Regions from separate parts of the Pan troglodytes genome. Here region 2 is linked to region 1. A link is a contact called in public Hi-C data. All regions are on one chromosome and are shown on one strand. The core of a region is the stretch at or near the end of the contact, and the rest is flanking DNA. Distances in the headings are between cores, read along the strand shown.

What was found. Hi-C and Micro-C count contacts between places; a contact is called where the count stands out from the background.
Region 2: a contact with region 1 is called in a Hi-C map of stem cell-derived neural progenitor cells, with 5 times the contacts expected there. The contact joins the enhancer-like site here to the promoter of NRP2 in region 1. A contact is called at or near these places in 2 of 7 Hi-C or Micro-C datasets (induced pluripotent stem cells and stem cell-derived neural progenitor cells) and 1 of 1 other capture datasets (stem cell-derived neural stem cells).

The regions. Positions count from the first base shown.
Region 1 is chr13:107,905,538-107,911,214 of NHGRI_mPanTro3-v2.0_pri, forward strand. It overlaps NRP2 (neuropilin 2), which reads left to right and starts at 2,985. Exons shown (of 17, transcript XM_016950360.4): 1 at 2,985-3,936. The coding sequence starts at 3,864.
Region 2 is chr13:108,119,019-108,123,993 of NHGRI_mPanTro3-v2.0_pri, forward strand. No RefSeq gene overlaps it. Among named protein-coding and RNA genes, the nearest start is that of INO80D, 210 kb to the right of the region's middle. Within about 2 kb of position 3,328, at least 1 of the 24 cell types and tissues checked has an H3K27ac peak or open chromatin away from gene starts, as enhancers often do. A contact at or near this core is called in stem cell-derived neural progenitor cells, where this site is marked.

The DNA.
Region 1 (5,677 bases), core at 1,735-4,234:
GCTGGGAACACTTAACTTTCCACAGGGGTGTGGCTTGGTAACAGCTTTCTCTTAGCATCCTTTACCAACCTGTTTCATGTTCCCCCACATCCCTTCCCGTCAAAGGAATGGAATGTGGGGTGGATTATCTAGTATTATTTTACAATTAAGGATAATGACATGAAACATCCTAGGTGAGTCAGTGATGTGGCCAGGAATCTCAGCTTCGCTAATTAGCTGTTATCTAGTCAGCTCAGTGTTTTTGTTCACAAACCCGATTTTTGACACTGGCCTTTAGGTAGGCAGGCTTCCCTATGGGCCAGGGATGTGGACTCACAAAATACTGAAAAGCACGGTGCCTACCTAGCTCTTTACCACTATACCTCTGGTGGAAACCAAACCAACTGCAGTCAAACCCTGAGATCCCAGTCTAGAGGGAAACAAGACTGGCAGGTCTGAGCCAGTCCCAGTGTGAAGAATTTCCCTAAAGATTTGTTTTCCATGTGGCACATGTGAGATTTGTGTTTAGTTCCCAAGAGTCCTTGGAAGTCTTAGGTTAAAACAATTCTAAGCCCTCTCTGGGCCGGTGGGGTCTTGTTCAGAGTAGGCTGGGGAGAGATCGGCCTCACTCTGAATCTTCCCTGGTCTGATAAAGCACTTTGAACTCCTTGGAATTAAAAGCACCACCAGAAGTGTGACCCTGGGTGGTGTTACCATTATTTATTGAGTGCTGCCCCCTAGAGGATTAAAAAATGGTCTGGCCGCTTGAGTCCCCAGGGATGGAAACCTGAGACTCACTCTCTGTCCAACTGCAGGAAATGAGGCCTTCACTCAAGGCCAGTGGGAAGTCTTGCAGCCCTGGTACAGAGGACTCCCAGGAAGTAAGTGAGCGTCCCCTGTAGGACACCGCTGAAAAATGAAAAGTTATAGTGTAGGCAACCAGGCCAGGAACAAAACTGATTCTGACTTTTCTCTACTCTGGAAGCAGCCTGATGGGGACCTTCATCCCTGAGACCCCAAGACCAGAAGTCCAGGGTTGTCATTCTTATGGTTCTCCAGTGGGCTTAGGTTTACCTTTTCTCTCTTCTTTCCCCCTTTCACAGTGCCCTTCACCTAAACCCTGGCTACATTATTCTCAGAAACAGGAGTCTCCCACATTGGGCACTGGCTAAAATGGTTTGGCATGCCTGGTGAGTGGTGGGGAGAGGTGATATTAAATGGCCCTCTCTATTCAGGGACTGTCACTACAGATAGCGTTCTTTGTCCTTAGATTAGCATCTTGGCAATGACATAAACCGGGATCTCTGCTTAAGGTTAATAATCCAAACTGCTCTTTTACTTTGTTAAATATTTAAGGCTTGGAGTCATTCTTTACAATTGAGCTTTAAAGAGGAGAAATGTAAATCTGGAGTTTTTAATAATGTGGATGTGTTCTCAAGCCTAGAAAGGAAGGAAGAAGGAAGGAAAGGAGGGAGGAAGAGGAAGGAGGGAGGCAAAGAGGGAATGAAAGGTAGCATTTAGGCTAGCCAAGAGACATGCTCCCTGGAAGAACTCAGAGGCCTCTGTGCTGTGCCTTTCCCAACCAGGCATCTGAGATTAACAGTGTGATAGTCAACCTGTGGATTTCCACTCTAAAATCCCGCCCCACCCCCCAACACAGCTTGGCTCAACTATTTGCAAATCACTTCTGATTCAATTTTGTTTTGGTTATCTCAGTGTAAATAACAGTTAAGTGGGAGTTACAGATTTTTCAAACACTAAAAGTGATAAACAAAGCTAATGGGCAAGTCCAGATAAGGAGGGAAACCACCCAGAAGAATCCACAAGTACAAGCCAAGAAGAAAATGGGTAGTCAGGTGTGTGTTTCTCGTCACCGAAACTGTATTTTTCTTAATCTACAGAAAATTTTACTTTCTTAATTAAAAAAAAATCTTAATCTGTAAATATTTTTCTGAATTTTCTTATTTTTCATATACCTCTTTTGTGGCAGAAAAGGTGTACATGTGCAGGGTGTAATTTAGGCTGTTTCTGTTGCAGTCTTTATGATAATGTAGTAATAGGTGTCTGGTGAAGCAAGACAGTTTGGAATCCACAAAGCCATCCTCAGAAACAAAGATACAAGTGTTTCCCCAACTGTTAGCTTGCAGTTCCCTCTAAACAGTTTTCACGCCTCCATTTAAAAATAGTTGGCATAATGATGTTTTCTTTCTCTAGGCTTTGTGACCACGTTTCCATGGGGGAAAATGTGAATAGACGTAGTTACAGTAGCATTTGGATGAGACGCCTTCAAGCACCTATACTTTTTCGGGGGAACTTGATGGAATCCAATTTAATTACCTGAAGAAATTATTTGCTGAAGAAAATCTTTCCTCTTTTTAGCGTAGTTACAAGTTAAAGGCGCAGGGGTAACGAAATCCTAACCCAGAGAGGAGCAGAGCATGTTTGGGACATAACAAAGGATCTGAGTAGTAAACGCCGCGAGTGTTTGGGGTTTTATTCAGACCGGGCTGACGGTGTGTGTCGCCGCCACGCACCGCTGCCTGTTCGAACGCATGGCTGAGCTGCCGACCGGCTCGCTACCCCAAACACCGTACGCCACCCAACTCCTCTTGTAACGCCATCGCGCGTGGCATTGTGTTGGGTTCTGCGTGTGTGGCATCGGAGTCGTGGAATTTAGGGGGAACAAGGCTTTTCCCCCCGTCCCCCCGGGGTCTCCCTTGGGTGGGGGCGACACGGCCAAGGGCGGCGCGCCCTGGGGGTGCCCGGGGGCGCTTCTTCCCCAGGGCGTTACGCACCGGCGGCCCGGCGCGGAGGTGCGCGGGGGCGATCGGGAGATGCGGGGCGGGCGAGGGGTGGTGGGGTGGGCGCCGCCTTAACTTCGATCCTGCGGCGGCCCGAGAGAAGCCGCCGCCGCCCCGCCCGAGCTGGGTGCCGCGGCACTCTGCTCTGCGCCGCGCGTCTCCGCTGCTGCCTCTTTAATCAGGAACACAGAAGGGGCGGGCCCTGAGCCGGCGCGTAATCGGATAGCTCTGCCGCGGCTCTGACATCCACATGCTGCTCGGCCTGAAAAGGCAGTGGGGAGCCGGAGGGGAGGCAGAGATCGCGAGCGAGGCACCAGCCTGCAGCCGGCCCCCAGCACATCCTCAGCCGCACAGACACTCGGCGAGGTGGAGGTGAGGGCGGGCGCCAGCGAACTCGGAGAGGGGCTCGCTCACTCCCAGGCGATCCCAGCCGCCACCGCCGCCGCACCAGCAGCAGCAACAGCAGCAGCAGCTTCCTTCCTCAGACTCCCCTCGAGAGGCTGGCCAAGCGGGTGTAGCCGTTGGGGGAGGCTCCCGCCGGGGGAACCCGGCGAGGACAAGAGCAGGGCGGCCGCCTTCCACTCGGGCTGTCCGGCGGCGGCTGCCTCCGCCCGCGTGTCCGTCAAGGGTGCCACGGGATGTGTGTCAGTTTACGCCTCTGAGATCACACAGCTGCCTGGGGGCAGTGTGATGCCCAAGGCAAGTCTTGGTTTTAATTATTATTATTATCATTATTGTTACGCTTGGCTTTCGGGAAATACTCGTGATATTGTAGGATAAAGGAAATGACACTTTGAAGAACTGGAGAGAACATATATGCGTTTTGTTTTTGAGAGGAAAACCGTGTTCTCTTCCCGGCTTGTTCCTTCTTTGCTGATTTCAGGAGCTACTCTCCTCCTGGTGAGGTGGAAATTCCAGCAAGAATAAAGGTGAAGACAAGCCACCAGGACTCAGGAGGGAAACGCTGACCATTAGAAACCTCTGCATAAGACGTTGTAAGGAGGAAAATAAAAGAGAGAAAAACACAAAGATTTAAACAAGAAACCTACGAACCCAGCTCTGGAAAGAGCCACCTTCTCCAAAATGGATATGTTTCCTCTCACCTGGGTTTTCTTAGCCCTCTACTTTTCAAGACACCAAGTGAGAGGCCAACCAGGTAAGCCACTGAAAGTTTTTTCTATTTATTGCAACATGGTTTCCCCTTTAAAAGTGACCGCTAAAGCAGGAAGGCCACGCAGAACGGCACAGAAGAAGGCTCCCTCAGTACTCAATAATTTAAAGAGAGATCCCAGCCGGCCCTTCCTACACCACCACGGCTGCTAAAACCCAACTTTCCTCTCCTGCTAGGAGTGTGTGTGTGTGTGTGTGTGTTTTGAAACAGAATTTGGCGGTGTTCACATGTCACATATGGACTGAATCAAAGGTTTAAAAATACTACAAAGCCTTTGCATTACAGTTTTTGGGAATTTTTTTTCCCTGTCTTGAAGCAGAACACATCTCCCTTGAGTTTCTCCAACTAGCCAGTGAAATATAAATCATTTGCATTCCCTCCACTTAGTTACATTGAGCGATGTTAACTGAAGGGCTTGGGAAAGACAAGAGTTTAGTTTTGGTTTTCAGATACTGTAGATTCTTTGGAGAATGACTGGTTATGCTTCAGAATCATAAGGCTCAGGCTGGTGGAGCAAGTTGGCTTGTGGCTGAGATAGGAGCTTGGGGTTGGGTGCTGCTGGCAACCAAGACGGTTGGTCCCTTCTCTCTTCATCCATGTGTTGTCTGGGAAAGTAAATCATACGTTCTTTTAGAAATTATTATTAGCTAAAACAAATTGCAGGCCCTCGAAGGTCTCTCACTCTTGTGAAGTGGTTAGAAACTTTTGAGTGGAATTTGTTCTCAACCACTGCCAAAAAGGGTGTGTGGACAGGCCGCTGTGGAGATAAGCATTTCGAGGCCCAGAACAGTCTGGGGACCGCATTTGTGGGGAGCGGCAAGGGGTATGCTCTGGAAAGGGGAATCCATGGGGAATGCAGTGGGGTTTGTGCTTCATTCTGGGACCACTCTCTAGAGTGAGCCTCCCTACCCCTCTGAGAACGGTGTCTGGAATCTAACAACAAAACTCTTAGCAGCTGCTACAGGTCATTGGAGATGGAGAAACCATCTATGGAGGAAATGGGTGAAAGAAAGGCGAAAAAGCCTTCCTGAAGTGCCCTCACCCAAGGCACTTGCAAGGCGATGGCGGCAGTGGTAGAGCTAACTCTGCAGCCTCCTGGGCATCCCCAGAACATCAGCTAGTGGATCCTAGCCTTGCATCTGGTACTGTCACCCTTCCTTCTCCTCACCACCCCGCCTCCCCCCCCCCCCCCACCCAGCACACACACCACTTTAAGCTTGGGCATTTATTTGAGGGGGGAAGAAAATTCAGGAATGCCTTTGCCACCCAGATCCGCACGTTTGCAGCTCTTTCTTTGCCATAAGTGGTCTTCAGGGCAGCTGCAAATCCTGCCAAAGGGATGGGTGGGGGTCCCACCTGGGGAGATTTTCTGGGCCTCCCCCGTTCCCCCTTGCCTTATTTCTAAATTCCCAACTTGAAGCGGAATTAAATTACCACTCACAGACCTGGATGCTGCGTAAATTATGTATGTTTGTGTGATTCGCTGTGTGTGTGTGCACACGCGCGCGCGCCGTGAGGATGCCCACAGTATATTATGTATTCAGACACGGACTCCAGTAGGCCCCAGCGCGCGAGCGCGCACACACTGGCACTCACACTGGCGCGCACACACATGCAACTTAAGGTTCCGTGTGCTGTGCGGAGCGGGAGGGGTCGTGAAGACTCAGGGGCCATCTCCTACCCCAGATGTTCGCACATCTGTCCCCGAGCGCTACTTGGAGTGTGT
Region 2 (4,975 bases), core at 2,078-4,577, 210 kb after region 1:
GCCACTGACAATGACATTGTAAGGAGTGAAGGACTCAAGAAAATTTTTACAACGTATTTTAAAATTTAAGACGCTGGTTTCAGAACACAGGGAAATTTCTAACATTCAATAAGAAAAATGCCATAGAGACACTAAAATATTATAAGCAGCCATCCCAAGCAGTGGGAATAATAGCTACAATCATCCTTTAATTATTGGATTTATAGGCTTTGAAACGGTGCCTCGAAAGAACATATGCTGTTTTTTGCAACTTTTAGGAATAACGAAGAGAAGAAGAAGTCCTCCCTCAGCACCTGTGACCAACCGGATTCCTGAGGGTCAGCCCCGCCCAGGCCCCACACAGGATGGAGATCACACCCCCTGCTTGCTTCTCTGCTCCATGGTTTCTAGGTTGTTCATGGAGTAAGGTCTTCTCCTTGTGAAGATCAATTTCAGGGAATATTTATGCGACTACTCCTGAAAATGCCTACAAAAACAGATTTTTTTTTTCCAAATGTGATTTGTTCTTTGACAAGTACAGCAAAGCAAGAAAACACTATTTTTGGAAACAAATGGAATATATCCAAAAAAACTGTGGAATGTAGTGGTAGAAACAAATACATTTCTATATTTGTGCATCCACTTCTCTCTTCCCACCTAGCGTTTGCCAGTAAGGAAATAATCTTTGTAACCTCCAAAAATGTCACAGGAGGGGCATAAGTGACTTGTTTCAAGGGGCAGGCTTGAGTGCTATGGAAGTGGGATTCGGCTCCAAGCCCTGAGGCCGGCACAATCTTCAAAGTTCTACAGAGAAGAGACCGGAGGCCTTTTTGTTATGTTAATAGCCTTTAGCTTAATGCTTTTTTGCTGTACTCTTTGTTTTGGAGAAATAAATTAAAGGTGTTAAGCTGAGAAGAGTTATAATTGATTTCCTCTTTGTGCTTTTCTATATTTTCCAATTTTTCTAAAACAGATATGAATTACCACTGTGACTAGGTTACTATTTTTTTAAGAGAAGGGTGAGGTGACCGCCACAGCTACCTCATGGCATCATTTCAAGTGCCCTGCAAAGATCTCCCTTGACCCCCGAGGCGGCCTGAAATACTTTTCACTGAATATAGGGACCTTCATTTCAATGAGATAAAGTTTAAAATTCAAAATTCTGGACCAGAGATGGGAAAGGACATATCTCTATTTGCACACTGTGGTATAAGTGACTAATAATACTTTGCTGGGCTGTACCTTGGGAATGGGCTCTTTATTTAGGGGTTCATAGCTTCAGCCTCCTAACTCCTTTTTTTTTTTTTTTTTACCCCCCCCCCCCCACCCCCCGAGACAGAGTCTGGCTCTGCCATCCAGGCTAGACTGCATTGGCACAATCACAGCTCACTGCAGCCTCAACCTCCCGGGCTCAAGCAATCCTACCACTTCAGCCTCCTAAGTAGCTGGGACTACAGGTGTGCGCCACCATGCCCAGCTAATTTTTGTATTTTTTGTAGAGATGAGGTTTCGCCATGTTGCCCAGGCTAGTCTTGAACTCCTGGGCTCAAGCAATTCACTCGCCTCAGCCTCCCAAAGTGCTAGGATTACAGCACAAGCCACCATGCCTGGCCCCTAACCCTAACACAACTCTGTAGGTCAGGGGTCCCCAAGCCCCAGGCCATGGACCAGTACATGGACCACTACTGGTCCATGGCCTGTTAGGAACCAGGCTGCACAGCAGGAGGTAAGCAGCAGGTGAATGAGCAAAGCTTCATCTGTTTTTACAGCTGCTCCCCGTGGCTCCCATTACTGCCTCAGCTCCGCCTCCTGTGAGATCAGCGGCAGCATTAGATTCTCATAGGAGCATGAACCCTATTGGGAACTGCGTACCCAAGGAATCTAGGTTGCATGTTCCTTATGAGAATCTAATGCTTAGTGATCTGTCACTGTCTCCCATCACCCCCAGATGGGATTGTCTAGTTGCAGGAAAACTCAGGGCTCCTACTGATTCTACATTATGGTGAGTTATATAATTATTTCATTATATATTACAATGTAATAATAATAGAAATAAAGTGCAAAATAAATGTAATGGGCTTGAATAGTCCCGAAACCATCCCCACACCCTGGTGGGCCCATGGAAAACTGTCTTCTGCAAAACCAGTCCCTGGTGCCAAAAAGGTTGAGGACCACTGCTCTAGATCATGTGGGTTGATTTTGCTCTTCCTTATCACTAAAGAAAAATGAGTACCCAGCCAATGGTCATGTGTGGGCGAGAATGGTGCCTTACAATTAAACCAAAGAGCGCTGTGCACGGCGCTGCTCTCCCTTAGCTCCAATAGAGGCGTGGGGTCAGCTTGCTCGGCTCCCTGAGTCTGGGTTCCCCCTGTCCCTTGGTCTCAGAAAGGTACTGAAGCCCCGCATTCAGCTGGATGAGGAACCTCTTGGACCTTACTGTTCCGCAGAAGTGACCCTAAAGCCGGACTCACTGCCCAGGTCCACTTGAATGGTCTCATGGGTTGCTACTGAAATGGCCCAAGGTTTGAAGCCACTAAGAGCGGGCATCAAATCCTAGCTACCCTCCTCATCTGGGTCACCTTGGCCTCACTCTTCACACTCTCTGACCTCAGCTCCCTCACTGGTAGTGGAGGACATGGGTCAATACACTGTCACTATTATTGAAAGCTCAATACATTGTGACTATTATTCATGAATTCTTTAGCTGCCTTATTTCCACTTCCGGATGCAGACTTGTTTACAGCCCTGAATATAAAGGAATCAAAGACCAAGAACCTGATGACTATTAGGTTATATTTGTTACAGTTCTGATCATTTTTCTCCTCGGGTCCACTGATCCACAAAAAATACGTATATAAATAACAGGCAACCAGGTGCCTTATGCAAGGGGGAAAAAATCTTAAATAATCTTGTTTTTGTGGGTTTCTATTTTCCAGAAAAAAATTAATAAATACAAAAGGATTAATTTTTCTGCTTTAACATTTTTTAAGTGCACCAAAACTTTATTAAATACACAAGTAAATATATGTCACTTTAAAAAAAATTATAGCCAGTACAGGATAAGAGGGGGGAAATCCATTGGAAAAGAGGGCGCCGCGGGACAACCCTAGGATAGGAGATGGAGCCATGGATGGGCCCAGAGCTGACTGTGGCATCCGAAAGATACGCAAGGAAAAGCAGTGAGGGGGCTGTAAGGAAGAGGTGGTGAGGGAGTCCCTGAGGGAAAGGAGAGGCTCTGCAAGGAAGGAGAATGACGGGGAAGGCAAACGTCTCCTCCTCCCTCCCACACCCTCTGCCGGTTTTCCCGCTCTGCCTCCTGGCGCCCTTTTCCGCCCAGAAAGCAGGAGCCCGCCTAGTCCTTCATGGCGGGAGAACAGCGCCCTCGTGTGGACTGCCGGGTTCTTGGCGCTGGAGGCAGTTTGGGTCCGTTGCCTTTTCACTACTCCGGACACACATTGTTTTTCAGCAAATGAGAAAGCCGCATAAGCAGCATCCCAAGCAGTTTCTTTGCAGAAAACTTGGTAAGGATCAAACAGAAATAAGCCAAGTCCAGCGACTTCCCTCACCCACATCATTCACCTCCGGCAAGTATCTGACTCTATTTCCCTTTCAAATGCCCAACTTCGGGGGTGCTCATCTCAACAGGCAGTAGCTCCTATAGTAGCCCAACCGTGCATCCCTGAGAGGCGTAAGGGCAGGGAGCTGGCAGAGCCATGGGGACATACGTGGGGACAGTCTGGAAGGCGACGTGATTGGCCTAGGATGCGAAGGGTCCATACTGACGTAGAGAGGGGCTGGGCAACCTCTGGATGCACCAGAAAATGCTGTGCTCTCCCAGGGCAGTGGGGGATTCACACATAGGATTCCTCCATGGCTCTGGTGTTGCTGGAAATACTTCTAGAAACGCCCATTCAGGAAATGGAGGGGGTGCACAAAGACTTCTTTACAAAGGTGTTGTTTGCAGCTTTATTTGTAAATCTGCCATTTTGGAAGCGGCCTAACAGCCAATAGGAGGGGCCTGATCAGATACAGAGCGCTGCTCCCATCAGTGCAATGCCGTGGAGACATTAAGAATGATGTGGCAGGCTAGGTACCATGGAGAAATCCCGTCTCTACAAATAATACATATATATATATAGCCGGGTGTGGTGGCGCACACCTGTAGTCCCAGCGACTTGGAAGGCTGAGGTGGGAGGATCGCTCGAGCCCAGGAGGTAGGGGCTGCTGTGAGCCGAGATTACGCCACAGCACTCCAGCCTGGGGACAGAGTGAGACCCTGTCTCAAAAAAAAAAAAAAAAAAACAAAACCCACAAGATACCGCATCCAGCCATTCACTTCCAACCTGTGCACTGCTCTGCGGTCATATGCTTTCCTTCTATTAAAAATAATAATACTAATACATTTAAAAAATAATGCAACAGTCTATTTAATGGCAAATGGACACATATGCTCAATGTCATGTTAAATGTTAAAAATACAAATCTGAACATGGCATTATGGTGTAGATTTGTCTTTCTTAACCCCACTTTTAGTTTGTTCTATCGTTTTTTATGTGCCTTTGTAATCCATGCTGAATCCTTTAGAATAAAATGGAGATTTAATAAATAAGGAAAATTATATGTACACTAGATCCACCTTCCAAAATGTATATATGCACGTAGAGAGGAGGACAGAGAGAGAGAGGCACAAGATAAGTGAAAAGTACAATCCTGAAACATTGTGACAATCCTTACCTCTAGCTAAGGATGGTTGGTCATTTTTATTTACATATTTTATATTTGTTTTCATTTTCTACACTGAATAGGGTTTACTTCTTAAATCAGAAGAACAGTCCATTTTTTTCAAGAAGCAGAATTGTGGCCTAGCCCACCTGCCTGCCATTCCTACCCATGTCTTAGGCAGGTGAGCCAGGCAGACTCTCTCGAAGCGAATCAGAAACATCTTGGGAGGTTCAGCTGAAGGAACAAAGGACTCCTCGCATCCAGGATCTTCCAA